Linked DNA regions of Sus scrofa: region 2 is linked to region 1. A link is a contact called in public Hi-C data. All regions are on one chromosome and are shown on one strand. The core of a region is the stretch at or near the end of the contact, and the rest is flanking DNA. Distances in the headings are between cores, read along the strand shown. Region 1 overlaps PRICKLE2 (prickle-like protein 2). Region 2 overlaps LOC110256262 (a long non-coding RNA gene).

Evidence for each region. Hi-C and Micro-C count contacts between places; a contact is called where the count stands out from the background.
Region 2: a contact with region 1 is called in a Hi-C map of subcutaneous adipose tissue, with 2.0 times the contacts expected there. The contact joins two enhancer-like sites. A contact is called at or near these places in 3 of 47 Hi-C or Micro-C datasets (retroperitoneal adipose tissue, skeletal muscle and subcutaneous adipose tissue).

The regions. Positions count from the first base shown.
Region 1 is chr13:45,868,379-45,876,110 of Sscrofa11.1, reverse strand. All of the region lies in intron 2 of PRICKLE2 (prickle-like protein 2), which reads left to right. Among named protein-coding and RNA genes, the nearest start is that of PRICKLE2, 96 kb to the left of the region's middle. Within about 2 kb of position 4,495, at least 23 of the 83 cell types and tissues checked have an H3K27ac peak or open chromatin away from gene starts, as enhancers often do. A contact at or near this core is called in subcutaneous adipose tissue, where this site is marked.
Region 2 is chr13:45,986,315-45,994,046 of Sscrofa11.1, reverse strand. All of the region lies in intron 1 of LOC110256262 (a long non-coding RNA gene), which reads left to right. Among named protein-coding and RNA genes, the nearest start is that of PRICKLE2, 22 kb to the right of the region's middle. Within about 2 kb of position 3,501, at least 8 of the 83 cell types and tissues checked have an H3K27ac peak or open chromatin away from gene starts, as enhancers often do. A contact at or near this core is called in subcutaneous adipose tissue, where this site is marked.

The sequences.
Region 1 (7,732 bases), core at 3,246-5,745:
TTCATCTGTTGATACACATTTAGGTTTATTCCATGTCTTGGCTATGGTAAATAGTGCTGCTATGAGCATAGGGGTACATGTGTCTTTCTGAATTATAGTTTTGTCCAGATATATATCAAGTGAGATTGCTAGATTATATGGTAGTCCTATTTTTATTTTTTTAAGGAACTTCCATACTAGGTTTTTTTTTTTTGGTTTTTTTTTTTTTTTGGCTTTATCCCAACATATGGAAGTTCCTGGAATCAAATATGTGCCACAGCAGCAACCCAAGATGCTGTGATGATAATGTTGGATCCTTAACCCACTGCACCGCAGGAGAACTCTGGAACCTCCAAATTGTTCTCTGTAGTGGTTGCAATAACTTACATTCCCATTAACAGTGTAGGAGTGTTCCCTTTTCTCCACAACCTCTCCAGCATACTGTCCTAATTCTTAAAAGCCTGGACTTTGAATCTTGGACGTTTCATAGCTGTGTTTCTTCTCATCTGTAAAGTAGGGGTAATAATAGTACTGACCATACAGGGTTGTTTAGAGGATGGCACTGATCATTCAAACCAAGTGCTTAGCACAGAGACCCACAGAGAGGAGCCTCGGTTGTCGCAAGCTGATATTGCCACTGTGGTCATTGTCATCATCACTACTTTTGCCCTGCGGCTGTTCTTGAGTCTTTCCTTTGTTGTGTTCCTTCTTACTTACCTAAACCCCTTGCCACATCCTGATGAATCCAGATCCTCTTCAAGCTGTTTGTAACCCTCACCTCCCCCCTTTTTTTCTGGTTTTGTCCTCTAGTTCATGCCTTGCCTGGACAGTGAGCAGCCCCTTCATTGATATTCCTGCTTCCTGCCTTCCTGTCTGTTCTCTAAGATGCAGACAGAATCTTTCAAATGTACCCTGAGTATCCTTCCCTGACTTCAAACCGTTCATTGCATTTAGGATAAAACCAACTTCTCCGCTCAGTTTACATGGCCTGCCTCATCGGATACACAAGGCATCACCTCATGCCACTTCCTGCCTTGTCTACCATGGTTGAGCCACAGCGATCTCTGACCACATTGGGCTGTACCTCAGTTGCATGGAGTTCTTTTCTACCTCAATCTTGGCACAGGGCTCCTTCTGAAGCTCTTCTTGACTCTTCACATTCCTGCCTCCTCCTTAATTCAAGTCTCTACCACTATCACTCTTTAGATAGGTTTTACCTGACCGTACCCATTCAGAGTCTGTATCTCACTCCCCATTATTTTATTTATTTTTGGCTGCACATGCACATGGAAGTTCTTGGGCCAGGGATCAAATATGAGCCTCAGCAGTGACAATGCCAGATCTTTAACCCACTAAGCCACTAGACAACTACATTACCCCCAATCACTTTAATCTCAGCCTCCTCTCTGTTGTCTTCCTAGCAGGAGGCACTCTGTCCTTATTTTTTATTTATTTATTTATTTATTTTTTGCTTTACTTGGGTTTTCTCACACTCCTACACTGTAACGTAAGCTACCATGTTTGTTTTAGTCACCACTCTGTCTCTAAGACCTAGTTCAGTGCTTACCACATAGATGATGCTCCAGAAATACTCATGGGATGAGAGAATGAATGAATAAGTGGATGGGTGAATGAGTTTATTTTCTTGTTTCATCATTCACGTATCCACAGATGTGTGTTGATAAGCTCCTGTAGACACAACAAGCTGGGTATCTGAAGAGAAGAAGGGATAGAGGGATATTATTTCGCCATGAGAGTGTTTTAATTTTTCCAGGACACTTGGACCAATTTTGCCGTTTGGACACAGTGACATGTGTCATTACATATTCCTTTCCCACATCGGCTGCTACACTTTTGGAGCCAAATTTGTGGCCTCTACACCTTCTTGGTATGCAGTTTTGCGTCACTCTTGGATCCGCTTCATATCCCCGTCCTCATTTTTCTTTTCCTTTTGTTCCTATTTTAAATTTGTGCCATCTTGGATTTTATGTATCCTCCTAAGCTGGCTTCACTCCTCCCTGCAGCCGGACAAGGTAGACATCCATCAATATATATAAATGTGAAGAGAAGAACTTTATGAGAGGTATAAATGAATATCTCTTTCCTCTTGCATTAGAGCAGTAGATATTTCCCCAGGTGATTCCTGTAAGTTCCAAGGGACGGGGAGAAGGAGTAAGGGCCTTTTCCAGGGGAGACCTTTAGGCACAGGAAGTGTGACTTGAGATTAGTAAAGGGAGCATTGCATTCAGTCACTGGTGATTTTGCCTGTTTGGACTGCATACCAGACCTCTGGACCTCGTGCCATTTTTTTTCACTATCTTCCTTCTCTGGAGGCACCATCGAATTTTCACAGTAATCAGGCATCACCCACTTTGCTCTCTCTGAAAGGCTCATGCGTACTTGGTCACAACTCCATCTCACTGATGCTCAGCCAGTTTGTGATTTGGGGTGAACAGGGGCTTGCTGCTTGCCTTCTTCTGTTCATGGCTGCGTTTGTCTATAGGGTGTCCCGATTCAGGTGTGGATGGGGAGGAGACTCAGACATCCATTCCGGATCTGGGGAGCCCTGTACTTAAAGTGCTCACTATGGTGGCGAGCTCACCCTTCTTGCAGCTCCACATACTCTGTCTGTCTCAAACATGGAGCCTTGCATCTGTAGTCCCTACCTCTCCGAAGACCCAGACTTGTCTTGTATTCAGGGTCACTTGAAGTATCTGTTTCTTCTTGGATGACTAGGAGTCTTAAGCTTGACGTGTCTGAGGGTGGATTCCTGGTCTGCTCATTCCAGCTGCAGCTTTTGCCATCTCTGTTGATGACAGTTCTGTGCACACCATTTCTTAGGCCCAAAGCTTCAAGGTGACCTTTGACTCTGGCCTTTCTGCTACATCTCACACTCAGTCCACCAGGAAGTGCTGGAGGCTCTGCCTTCATGATGGGCAGACTCAGGTCTCTTCCCACCACCACACCCCCAGTTCTGGTCCCTATCATCTCTTGCCTGGATCCCAGCCTGCAGGGATCTTTGGATAATAGAAGTCAGGGCTCATAAAACCTTCCAGAGGAGCTCTCCCATCACTCTCAGTATAAAACACAAAGTTCTTCAATAGCCTCGGGTCACCACGGGATCAACAGCCCCTTGACCCCACCATCAGTTCCTCTCCTTTCTTAGTCTCATAAACCACTACGCTCTCTGAGGCTTACTGCTCCAGCCACACTGGGCTGTTGGCAGCTCCTTGAACACTCTGTGCCTGCCCCAGCCTCAGGACATTTGCATCCAATGTCCCTTTTTGACTGGAATAACTGTTACAGTTTTGTCTTCTGGACAACCTGTTTCAAATGGTCATATTGCTCTCTGAGTTTCCTCATTTCTCTAGTGCACTGTTTTTCTTATATGCAAAGAACTTAGCCACTTTCTAACACAGTAGTTTTTTTAGGCCTATTTTTTGTCTGTTGACCTTTCTTCCACCCTCTACTAAATGTAAGGCCAAGGATCTTTGTTTTATTCTCTAAAGGATCCCAAGAGCCTTGAACAGTATTGGATACATTGTGGCTTCTTAGTAATCATTGCTGAATTAATAAATCAAGCATTGTCCTTTATCAAGTCGGAGTCTTTCTCATCCCTTACTGTCATTTAACCTGATGCAGTGCCCTGCTTTAGGAACTGCTCTGTAAAGTCTTAATTACATTGATAAAGCTGAGACAGATTCCTCCTGAATAAATTATTTGTGACATAACAGCACCCTCCATGTGACCCTTGCATAATTCTTCAGTACCCCTCTCTTCTGGAGCCTCCTGGATCCATCTGGAAACCATTCCAAGAAACATCCGTCCTATATAATAGATCACTATTTTCCTTTTGCATATGTCTCTGGCTCCCTAGAGCTCCCTGCAGCCAGCATCGAGATGGATTTCTTATCTCCGTTGCTTCATTAAGAGTGTACGTGTTTGGTTGCCAGTGCTACAGTTCTCCATGGTGCAGTTTGTTGCAACAAAAGAAAGTGTTTGCCAAATGATTTGTCAGCATATGTTATAAAGCCACACAGGCGCTCTTTATGTAACTGGAAAATACTGATCCCAATTAGTGACAGATTAAAGACCAAGAAGGAAAAATGGTGTTTCATTCTTCAGTGGAACTTAGAGGGTTGATGTAAAGGCGGAGGGGTTGGGTGGGGAGGAAGAGAAGAGATGCAGAGAGCAGAAAAGGAGTGGACTGTGGGTGATGGACTATAATTCTGGAACCAAGGAGACAGGATGTAGCATCATGCAGCCCAGCCATCTATCGGCTTGACCCCCAGTATTCTTTAAGGTTTTAACCTTTCCAGGGCAACTGGTCTCAGGCATCCCTTCTTGGGAAGAGAAACATGCATAGGCTTTCTGAAATGGCAGGGACTGGAGCTGAGTTCACAAGGACCAGGAGTCCTGCCATGGTGCCATGCTGAGCACCCAGATGGGGCGATGAGCTCAGAGGATCCAGCTCAGGGAGGGAGGCCCTCTCTGCTGAGGCTGGTTGTCCTTCATGAACTCTGCTGCTTGCAATCCTGGCTGCCTCTGGAAGTGACTCACCTCCACATCGCAAGAGCACATTAGACAAGTCTGGCCTCTTCTCCACGTATAAATATTTGACCTCTTGATGTTCTCCAGGCGTCTTCCTAATTAGGAAGCTCAGATCAACGATCTCTAAGAACAAAACCAAACATGGCTTCCCTGGGCAAAGCAGGACCTCCCTTCCCCCATGTTAAGTCCCCAAGCCTGTAGCACCCCAGCTACATCTCTGAGACTCGCCTCCAGTGAAAGAATGCAATGATGGCATTTTTGGTTGTTTCCATTAGAAGAAAAGAACTTCCCTTATCAAAACCAAATGTTTATCTAGTAAAAGACTTGCTTCATCTCACATTCTTTTTGGCAATGTCAGCAAGTAGATGTCAGCGCTTTGAGGACAGACAAATATCTTTTCTCAGCTGGTGAGGTAGACCATGGTCTGAATAAGATAGTCCTACGAAGGGTGCATTGCTCTGACCTCCTCCAGCCTGGAGGTGGGGGTGGGGAGCACCCTGGAAATACCCCCTTGTTTATGCTGAAGCTCTTCTGTGGCAGTGTTCCTTGGAATGTTTTTAAACTGAGTGAACTCAAGAATTTACAATTGTTAGATCAGGGCAGGGTTTTAAACTTTTATGATGTAGCCTAGAGGCTCGCAGACTAAACGGATTCCACATGTACTCATCGTGTGGTGTGTGCTTTGGGGGTCCAGTTTCCCTTACCTCAAGGTATTGTTCTTGAGCTCACAGTTTTCTCTGGATGAAAACCAGCCTTCCCTCACCCCAAACTCCCCTTCCCCACCCCCCAGTTTTGTCAGCAGGGAAATTATTTTATATTAAGAAGAGATTTCTTGGGAAATGAAGAAAGTGAATTGGGAGCTTGGCTGCCAAATTCCAAATGATTCTTGAATCGGGTGATTTTTGTCTCACTGGCTGTTGGGGTGACTTCACACACACGCTCCCCCCGTTACACACTTATCTGAATAAGCCCAAGTTCAGGATACAAAAGACAGTCTGTGGCCACACAGTCAGTACAAAAGCTCCCCTGAACATTGTTTAATGAACCGCCCAGATGTATATATATCCTGCATGTTGGGTAAGACAGTCCCAGCAGAGGAAGGATGAGAAACAGGCACTTCTCTGGGGTTCACGATGTCGTATCCTCTTTGGGTAGCATCTGATTACAGCCGTGTATATTATTTAAAGGATTCTTAAAAAAAACATGACCACAGGGGAAAATCGAGTGCCTTTCTCCTCCTGCTGGTCTGAGGATGATGTTTTAATCATGGCACACGTAAAGATGTGGTGCTCTAGGTGAAATTTGTCAAAATTAATAAGGCAATTTTCTATCCTGTGGTGACTCCACTTAAGTAAGTCATGTAATGATTTAGGACAACCCAGGCCTGCTCTGTTTTTTGTTTTGTTTTGTTCTAAGCTATATTATTCTTATTGGTCTCTCCTTTTTAAGACTTACTTGGGATGAAACTTGTCACTATGTCAGTCACTTCCATTCAGACCCCTCCAGTGTATGTGGAGCCACATTATATTCCAGGGATGACAATGATCATTGGTGAGGAAGCTCTGTTCATTTATACAGAAGGGGCTTTTTAATACCAATAGCTCTGAGGATGTGGTGCTTGAGGATCTGGGGTCCAGAGCTGGGGAAGAGGTTGGCAGCATCTCCTTAGAACTGCTATGGTGTGGAAACAAGTACACTGAGAAGGTGCTCAGGCAGGATGGAGAGGACTTGAGGGCTGAGGGCATGCCCACCTGTCAGACCACACTCCACAACAGGTTCTGGAACTACACATTCCCCAAGTGAGTTTCTACCCACAGTGGTTTAGCAAAACTGTAAGCAAAGGTCAGCAAATCACAACCAGAATCTGGGTCACTTTTTTGTAAATAAAGTTTTATTGAGACACAGTCATGCAGTGATAGCTAGTGACACTAGTTATCGTCTCTGGCTGCTTTCCCTCTTCAACGGCAGATGTAGTTTTGTTAGAGACCACATGACCTGCAAAGTTGAAAATACTGATTCTCCTGCTCTTTACGGAAAGTTTGCCAACCTTGGATTTCCCATTGTGGCTCAGCAGGTTAAGAACCTGACTTGTATCCATGAGGATGCAAGTTCGATCCTTGGCTTCACTCAGTGGGTTAAGGATCTGGCATTGCCATGATCTCAGATGTGGCTCATATCTGGTGTTGCTCTGTCTGTGGTATAGGCCAGCACCTACAGCTCTGATTCAACCCTTATCCTGCGAACTTTCATATGCCGCAAGTGCAGCCCTAAAAATAGCAATGAATAAATAAATAAATAAAGGTAAAGAAAGTTCGCCAACCTCTGATGGATTTTTAACTTAGAGGCCACAATTTTCCAAAGGTTTCCATTCATAGCCTTCCATGGAACAAATCCCCTGAAATAATGAGCAGAATTTGTTTTGTTTTGGCCACCCCATAGCATATGTGGTTCTTAGGACAGAGGTCAGATTTGTGCCACAGCTGTGGCAATGCTGGATCCTTTAACCCGTTGCGCCAGGCTGGGGATCAAACCTGTGTCCTAGTGCTGCAGAGATGCCGCCCATCCCATTGTGCCACAGTGTGAACGCCTGTACAGAATATTTTATGTGTGTGAGTGCTGGCATAGGATTTTTCCGGAAAGAAAATATATGGATTATAATAGTTTTTCCGAGGTGTCTCTGATCCAAAGAGGAAGCTTCTTAACCTGAAAGGATATGCAGATTTCACCCGGTTTACAGACTGAGCTTCAGCTTTTCCTTAACTTCTTTTTCTGTCCTAAGCCTTTTAGGATCCTGCTAAATAATTGGTCTAAAAAGTAAATTACATGTGAAGCATGTATGTCTAAAAGAAGAGTGTTAGGCGCTTTAGAAACAATTGTTCCATGAGAAGAGTTTTATTTTTATCAAGGCCTTCCAAGGCAGAACCTAAAGGTGCACGGTGTAGGGACAGAGAGGGGTAGGGAGGGACTGTGGTGGCCAGAGGCTGTTGGCCGGAGGCAAGCAGAAGATTTGTTGGTCCTGTTGAAAGACAAAGTAGGGCAGTTACCTTTTTGGTCAAACAAGGCCATAAAACTGTAACAGTAGCCACTCTTTGATGATGTATAAATCAGTATGCTGAGTATGTTACATGAAATATCTTACATCGTACTCACAACTCTCCTGGGAACTAATGCCTGCAACATGAGATCTGCACCAGTGCAAAGC
Region 2 (7,732 bases), core at 2,252-4,751, 120 kb before region 1:
CCACCTTGATCACTTGGACTGAGGGTTGGCGGAGGATGATTCCCCAGAGGAAATCTAGGTGCTCTTACCCAGAAGAAGCCAGGCAAGGGAATCCACAATGGCCCTCTGTAATGACACTCAAGGTCTGTGCTCCATAGGATATTTTTCTCTCTGATCTGATATTGGGCCCCCATTTCAAAGAATACGAGGCTATAAAATGTGAAGGGGAAGAAGTGTTCATTCTGTGGATTCTGGGGCCAGAAAGAACAAGGAGAATGACAGTCATGGAGGCTGGCAGCCTGATGTCACTATGAGGGCTCTGGTGCAGGACAAGGATTCAGCCCGAGGACCCTAGAGGGGCTGGAGACTCTCCAACTTCATCCTCCTCCTCCTCTGTCAAAGACAGCAAAATACCGACTTCTTAGATTGCTTGTGAGTAGATATTCTAATACCTGACAATTCCTTGGCCGGGTGCTTGCTGTGTGGGTTATTCTCAGTAAATATTAATGTTGGGGAGTTCCCTAGTCACTCAGTGGGTTAAGGATCCAGCATTATTACTGCTGTGGCATGGGATCAAACCCTGACCTGGGAACTGACACATGCCACAGGTAAGGCCAAAAAAAAAAAAAAATTGCAGCAGCTCTAGTTAATGTGGTTTCCAAAGCTACTCAGATGTTGGTGTCCTTGTGGGCCTTCCTCTTAGGCCAGAAGCCTCACTTGCTTCTCTCCAATCTTTGGTTCCTTTTCTAGAATCACACGTTCAAGGACTTGGTCTAGTACCTACAACCTTGGAAATCCCAGGGGCATTTTGCCAGAATAGAAGCCTTTCTTTCCTTGGGGGTGGGAAGTGCAGCTCGAATCTGCAGGGCCTCCTCTGATAGGCTTCCTCTGTTTCTGTTGAATGCTGTAGAAACAAGAGCCCATGTAGATCTCTGGTCCCAAGCAAGCTAAGGCCAGTAACCTCCAGCATGCTCACTGGCCACCTGTGGGTGCCTTGCAAGGCTCTGCCATCCAAGCCCAATGGCCTCTGGCAGCTGTTCTGGGCTCAGCTTCCAGAACCCATTTTCTCTCTCTTGACTTCCCTTTGGATCCAGCCACTCCTCTCAGACTTGCCACTGTACTTCCCGAGCATCCTGAGCAATACAGATCCATCAGTCTTATTATTGCAAATGATAGAAACTCAATTGAAACAGACTTAAACAATGAAATAGTTGAAAAGTTAGGACACAACAGGATTCAGGGACTCTAGTGATATTATCACATCCAAGTTTCCAACTCTTGCTTTGCTCTATTTTCTGGTGGCTTCACGCAGATGAGCTTGTCCCATCATGTGGTAAAGTGGCCACCAGGGAAGGCAGCTTATGCTGTGGGATTGATGGCAAGAAGTTTCCCAATCTAGCACCCTTCCTACATGCCACTGACTTTGCACCCACTCCTGATGTTGGGTGTAACTATATGATCTCTTTTGGCCAAAAGAATATGCTTGGAAATGACAGTGCATCAGTTCCAAGTCTCACCCTTAAAAAAAACTGCCTGCTTTCATTTGCCTTTCTCTTGTTCTTCTGGAACCACCATGAGAACATGCCCCAGTTAGCCAGAGGGTCCTGGAAGGAAAAATAAGACTTTTAGGGCAGAGCTGGCTCACTGACCACAGACATGAGCTGGAAGTGGAAGCATGCCAGCCAACCTGCAGACCTGTCAGTGTGACAATCAACACTTACTGTTGTGCTACCCGGGACACCTGGGCCATGAGAGGGTCTGTGATGCAGATTTGTAACCATAGCTGAGGGATGCAAAAGCTATTCTCCCAGCAACTGCCCCCAGAAGAAACATTTTCCTTCCTGAGGGTTCCAGCAAAAATCTAAAAAAAATCTGAGGGTTGATTTCAGTTGGCCAGAATTATGTCTAATCCTAGTGCTGGGTAAAGTTGGAAAAAGAAGAATCTAGAACCAAGATTTAATTTGCTGAAAGTGAAGAAGTGGTGGTCCACCATGAGAAAATCATGCTACTGTGGCCAGAAGAAGGTAGAAAGGATGCTGGGCAAACAGAGTTACTGACTCTCAATACCCCATCCCTGAAGGGTCTGTAGAAACCTGTGTCCATTGCTCCATATTAAGCCAGGAACCAGCCTTATTCATGTCTACACCTGTCTGTGTAGGGTGAAAGTCAACTCAAACTAAAAAATCAGTTGGCCAGGGGATGGAGACCCAGGACACAGCATTTGGTGAGCCACCCAGGTTGATATGATCTCGTTCCTCACTTCTGTCCCCTTCCAGGCTGGAATGGGGAAAATGGCTTCAGACCATGGGCAGGCTACTACTTGGCAACTTGCCCTCCTTCCCCATGATGCCAGCTTAACTGGAGGTAAAAAGCAGTAGCTGGAATAATTGCTGCTTCCACACCTGGACCTGATTTAGAGCCATTCTTTCTTGCCAGCCCTGCTCCTCAATTGCACTCATGGGGCTCTAATCTCTAGCGGGTTCATGCCCTGCTGCCTCTCTGTCTTTGAGGGAGAATTAAACCAAATTGGAAGCATGACATGCAATAAATATTACCACCATGGCCTGGTTTCATGGGGTCATTCAATTCTTGCTAAATATCAGTTAAAATTAAGATGAATTAAAAACTCTAGTGGTTATGGTTTGCTTCCTTCCTCAAAATCTCACCTTCTACCTTGACCTTTTCCCTGCTCTCTTTAGTTCTGCTATCTTTAAGGAATGGCGTTTGGCTCCAAGATATTCCTGGGGTATTTTTGATGCCTAATACACTGGAAAATAAAAAAACCTAATTTCTGTCTCCTTCAGATGGTATCCTACCCCAAAGCTACAGGACAGTCCATGCTTTCTCCAAGGCTTCTATCATGGAGATGCACTTCACTATGTAAAGGGAAGGCTATGCTTTCTCTACTCCCATTACTCCTCGAGCTGCACTCCACCCCCTTCAACCCTCCTTTCAATACCAAACTTCCCCATGGGGTTGGGAGAAAATGTTTGGGAGAAAATGTTTAGAAGAAGGTCCAGGTCGGGGAAAGCAAACACTGGTCCATGCATTCGCTCTGATTACAAGGTTAAGGGTAAGACAATAGCTCTTGTGAACACAAGCAGGCAGCGTTCAATGCAGCTTTCTTCCCCTCCTCAATGCAGCTTTGATCCAGTTAGGGCTATCCAGGAGGAATTTCACTGTAACTGAGACAGCCCAACCTGGGAACCATGTCTCATTCTGGAGGGGCAGTGCCCCTTGTGATTTGGGAGGTTATCAGGATTGAGCTAGGACCATTCCATGAAGCACTCCCACCCTACCAGGACCTCCACCCCTGCCCCTCCCGCCCCCAAGCCCAATCAAATTCATAACAGAGTTTGCTGTAGGTATGATGGCTGGTGCCGGTTATTAAACTGTTGTCTTGAAGCTTCAAAGTCTCTGCAGTTTGGTGATATGGTCGCTAGAACTGCCATTTCTGCCAGCCAGCTGGTGCCATGCTATGTTCTGCCACTAGGAGGCGCCGGAGGAGGGAGCTGCAAAGCTGGAGTTGGGAGAAGGGACTTTCCTTCCAGTTGCCACAGGCTTCCTTCTGGCAGAGTCTTCTGTGTCAGTCTCTAGCTTTTTTCAACACTCCCGTTGCCAGCCTCTTCCTCATTTCTCTGCCCTACAATTTGCAAAACCCTCCTGCTTTAAAAACAACCACCTCTGGGTTTTTCAAGCAATCCTGGCTCTCTATGTAGTCTCGCTCAGGACAAAGAAGAGAAACATCAACAGCTGGTCCATTAGGGGTGGGGTCTCTGCCTGCAGAAAGATCCAATTTCTTCCCAGAGCGGGTGGATACAGCTAAGAAGATAAAAAATGACCTTTCACCTTCAGGAACAGTAATGTAAGATTAATTTGAGACTTTGAAACTAATGAGTTGGCTCATCTTGGTGCAGCACCAGTGAATCACAGGACATTTGCAGAGCCAGCAACCCAGACATCTTTTTCCTCAGATGGGGCTGGGGAAGGAGGAACGATAAGAAATAAATTTATCTTTAAAAACAAAGCTCAGAGGAGAGATATCCCCATAAAGCTCTATTAGAGGAAAGGGTGGGGAAGAGAGGGTGTGCAAATTCTGTACCTTTAATCAGCTTAGCTTTTCACTGTCAATGGCTGAAGCACTCAGACAGGCGAGAGTGAGGTAGTTAAATCCATGAATGTGAAATGGATCCCTTGGGGTCTAGGCATGATCTGTGACTTTCTAGCTGTGTGATCTTGGACGGGGTTTTCAACTGCGTCTCAGGGAGGTTTGGGTTAGAAAGTGCATGGAAAGCGCCTGTGTTCAGGCCAGGAATCTGGTAATTTTGCATTTTTGATGATGATCGAGGGAGGCAGGAACAACTCGAGGGTGTCTCATCCATGCAGCGGGAAGTCTGAGGTTTCTGTCTGCCAAGAGGAAATGTCTAAGAGCAGAAGACAAAAGCAGAATCTGGCTGATGCACATCATGGGGAAACTGGTTTCAGCATCACCCAAGGGAAAAACGGTCTCACAGGCTAGCTGATCAACAAAGGGAATAGCAGCCGGGGGAGGCAGTGAGTGCCCCATCCTTGGAAGTATGCAAGCAGGAGCTCTTTCCACTATATTAAAGGATAGTTTGGGTTATCTCTAAGGATCCTTCTTCCTGTTCACATTCCAGATCTTCCATTTGATAACGCGTTGCCTGGGGTTTCAGAGCCAGGGTTGCCTTCTCTGTGATTCAGGCTGATGGTGGTACCGGCCTCCCTGTTACAATTGCTTTCTCTGTTTTCTCTGTGCCTTCCCTTCCGCAAACTGGGGATCAAGATGGGCTGAGTAGTGTGTTCTGGGGCATATCAAAAGGAGGGAGAGAATATATAGACACTGCCTTGAAAAAAACTCAAGCAGGTAGTGAGGGAGACAGACAGATGAGCAAAGCATGATAGAACAATTCCACAGATGTGCTGACAGAGCTATACATTGAGTATTCTGGGAGCCCAGAGGAGGGGCATCTAGCTCAGCAGGGGTGAAGTGGGGAAGGGGTGTCAGAGAAAGCTTCCCAATGGAGAGACTGCAAGAATTTAATGGTGGGAATGTGTGATTTGGAAGCAGAATAAACAGTATGACCAAAGCCCCCAGGGCAAGAAATGGTGGGACATACAGAGCACTGGACTGAAGGCAGTGCTGGTGGGATGCAAAACCTGAAGCGAACCTGATGGGAAATGATGAAGAGGTAGCCAGCAGGGATGGAAGCCCTCAGCTTCCATGCTAAGGAATGTGAACTTGGATCCTGTAAGTGATGAAATGTCACTAGCTGGTTTCAATTAATTGGCATATTCTTGTCTCTGTTTTTTTTTCGTTTTGTTTTGTTTTAGTTTTGGTTTTTTGTCTTTTTAGGGCCGTACCATACCTGTGGCATATGGAAGTTCCCAGGTTAGGGGTCAAATCAGAGCTGCAGCTGCCGGCGTACACCATAGCCACGCCAGATCCAAGCTGCATGTGCAACCTATACCACAGTTCATGGCAATGCCAGATTCTTAACCCACTGAGTGAAGCCAGAAATAAAACTCCTGTCCTCATGGATACCAGCTGGGTTCATTACTGCTGAGCCCCAATGGGAACTTGAGTTTTCTGTTTTGGAGACACCTCTTTGGCGCCTATGAGGCAGATAAATTAGTATACAACAAAGCTGGATCATCAGTTGGCTGACTGTTGAACCCTGCAAGTCATCTAAGCCAGGAGTGGCAATGCCAGGGACCCTGCCTCTGGTGGCATTTTGGTGAGAATCAACTGGTAGGATGTCCAGGGAAGTTTCTAGTAAAACATGAACTGCTTCCCAAATACACAGGATCATTATAACGATGATCTCTCTATAAAACTTTGGTTCGGGGGGCCATCGCATAAGCTGAGTCCCCTCATCCCTTTACCAATAAAAGCCATACCTGTGACCCAAACCAGTATAAATTGTACTTGTGCTTAACAAGAGTCTTTAAGAAGGTAATGAAACCATTGGCTTGAGAATAATTTTGCAGATGCTTCTGCAATACAAAGTTTTCCATTCCAAGATGAAGTTATGGTGCTGCAGGGAAGAACAGGGTTGAAGGAGGCGAGGGAATCTAAGCACAAGATTAGATTTCACGCGGGCTAACGAAGAGGGCAGACAATGGTTATGGTCTTTAAATAAAACTTCCAATGGGTCTGGCACAAGAGGGCACTGGAGATGGGCCCACCCGTCTCAGATTTGCTGAACCACTTTTGCAGACAGCTGGAGATTTACCAGAATATTTTGGACCTTGTAGATGTGCTCTGGAATGCAGTGGCTTAGAGAAGGTGAGAGGAGTTTCTCTTAAGCAAGTGTGGTGTCTGCTTCTCGCGCTGTTTATGGCAGAGCTGAAAATTGTCTTCAAAATTAACAATAGATGTGCATAAATCTTCTTCAGTTACCTAGCAACTAATACAAGACAGCACAGAGGTTCTCAGGGCTAGGGGGAGGTAAACCTGTTTTTGGAGTATCTAGGAGCATTTTTGTGATACTTGGGGATTTGGGGGAGGAAAAGAAAGAAAATTAACATGACTAATTAAATGTTTGAGTTTCTTTGATTCTTTCTCTTTTATTTCTTATAAAAACTGAATCAGATAACAAAAACCTTTCCTAAATGAGGTTTCTAGCAAAGTAAGGGTCTATGAAGACCGAATAATTTCTGATGCCTCTTCTGAAGCTAAATTGTTGGCTCTACACTAGCTCTGTGATCACATGTATAAAATAAGAGGTCAGATTAGGGGAACTGTAACATTTCACTTACATTTCTAGGACGTATGGGGTGATAGAGTTTTTAGATTTCAATGTGTTGAATCAAAAGTAGGTGTTCTGAGTCACAGTGGATTTTTTAAAAAGGAAAAGGTGTGAAAACAATGAAGTCATGAGGCATGAGCCTTAGACACACACACCCACATATTTCTGTGCATATGTATACATATGTGTGAGTATTTTATTTATAAAAATTAGTTTCTACAGGAGTTCCTGTTGTGGCTCAGTGGGTTAAGAACCCGACTAGTATCCATAAGGATGTGGGTGTGATCCCTGGCTTTGCTCAGTGGGTTTAGGAACCAGTGTTACTGTGAGCTGCCATGTAGGTCACAGACGTGGCTCAGATCTGGCCTTGCTATGGCTGAGGTATAGACCAGCAGCTGTAGCTCCAGTCTGACCTCTAGCCTAGGAACTTTCATATGCTGCAGGTGCGGCTCTAAAAAGACCAAAAAAAAAAAAAAAAAAAAAAAACCAAAAAAAAAGAAAGAAAATTAGTTTCTACATTAAGGGTTAGGTTTACAAATTCAATGCTACAGAGCCTTCAGGTGACACAGATGAGCTCTGTGGCCAGAGACCTGAATGAGCTGGGCATCTGGGCAGTGCTTGGTGTCTCCGTCAGAACCCAACCAGAAAGCCAGAAATTCAGAGCTCGTGTAGCATCTCCTAATTTTAAAAATATTGACAACTAATTTGAAGTTCTAAAAAACATTCCGCGGGCAAAGCAAGTTTGCCCTCAAGCAAAAAGCTCTGAGCACTAAGTTCTCTTTTTAAAAGGTGTATGGTTGCTCACAACCCACTTTATCTGACAGGGTGGAGATCAGCTTGCCCAGGCCCTGGGCTAATAGGGTTCAACCACTGCCTCTGAAGGCTCAAAATCCTCCCAAAGGTGGGTATTACTAATGACAGGACTCTTTACCGTTATTCAAATATGAGGTTATGCTGAGGCCCACAAACGTCAAGGTCATGCT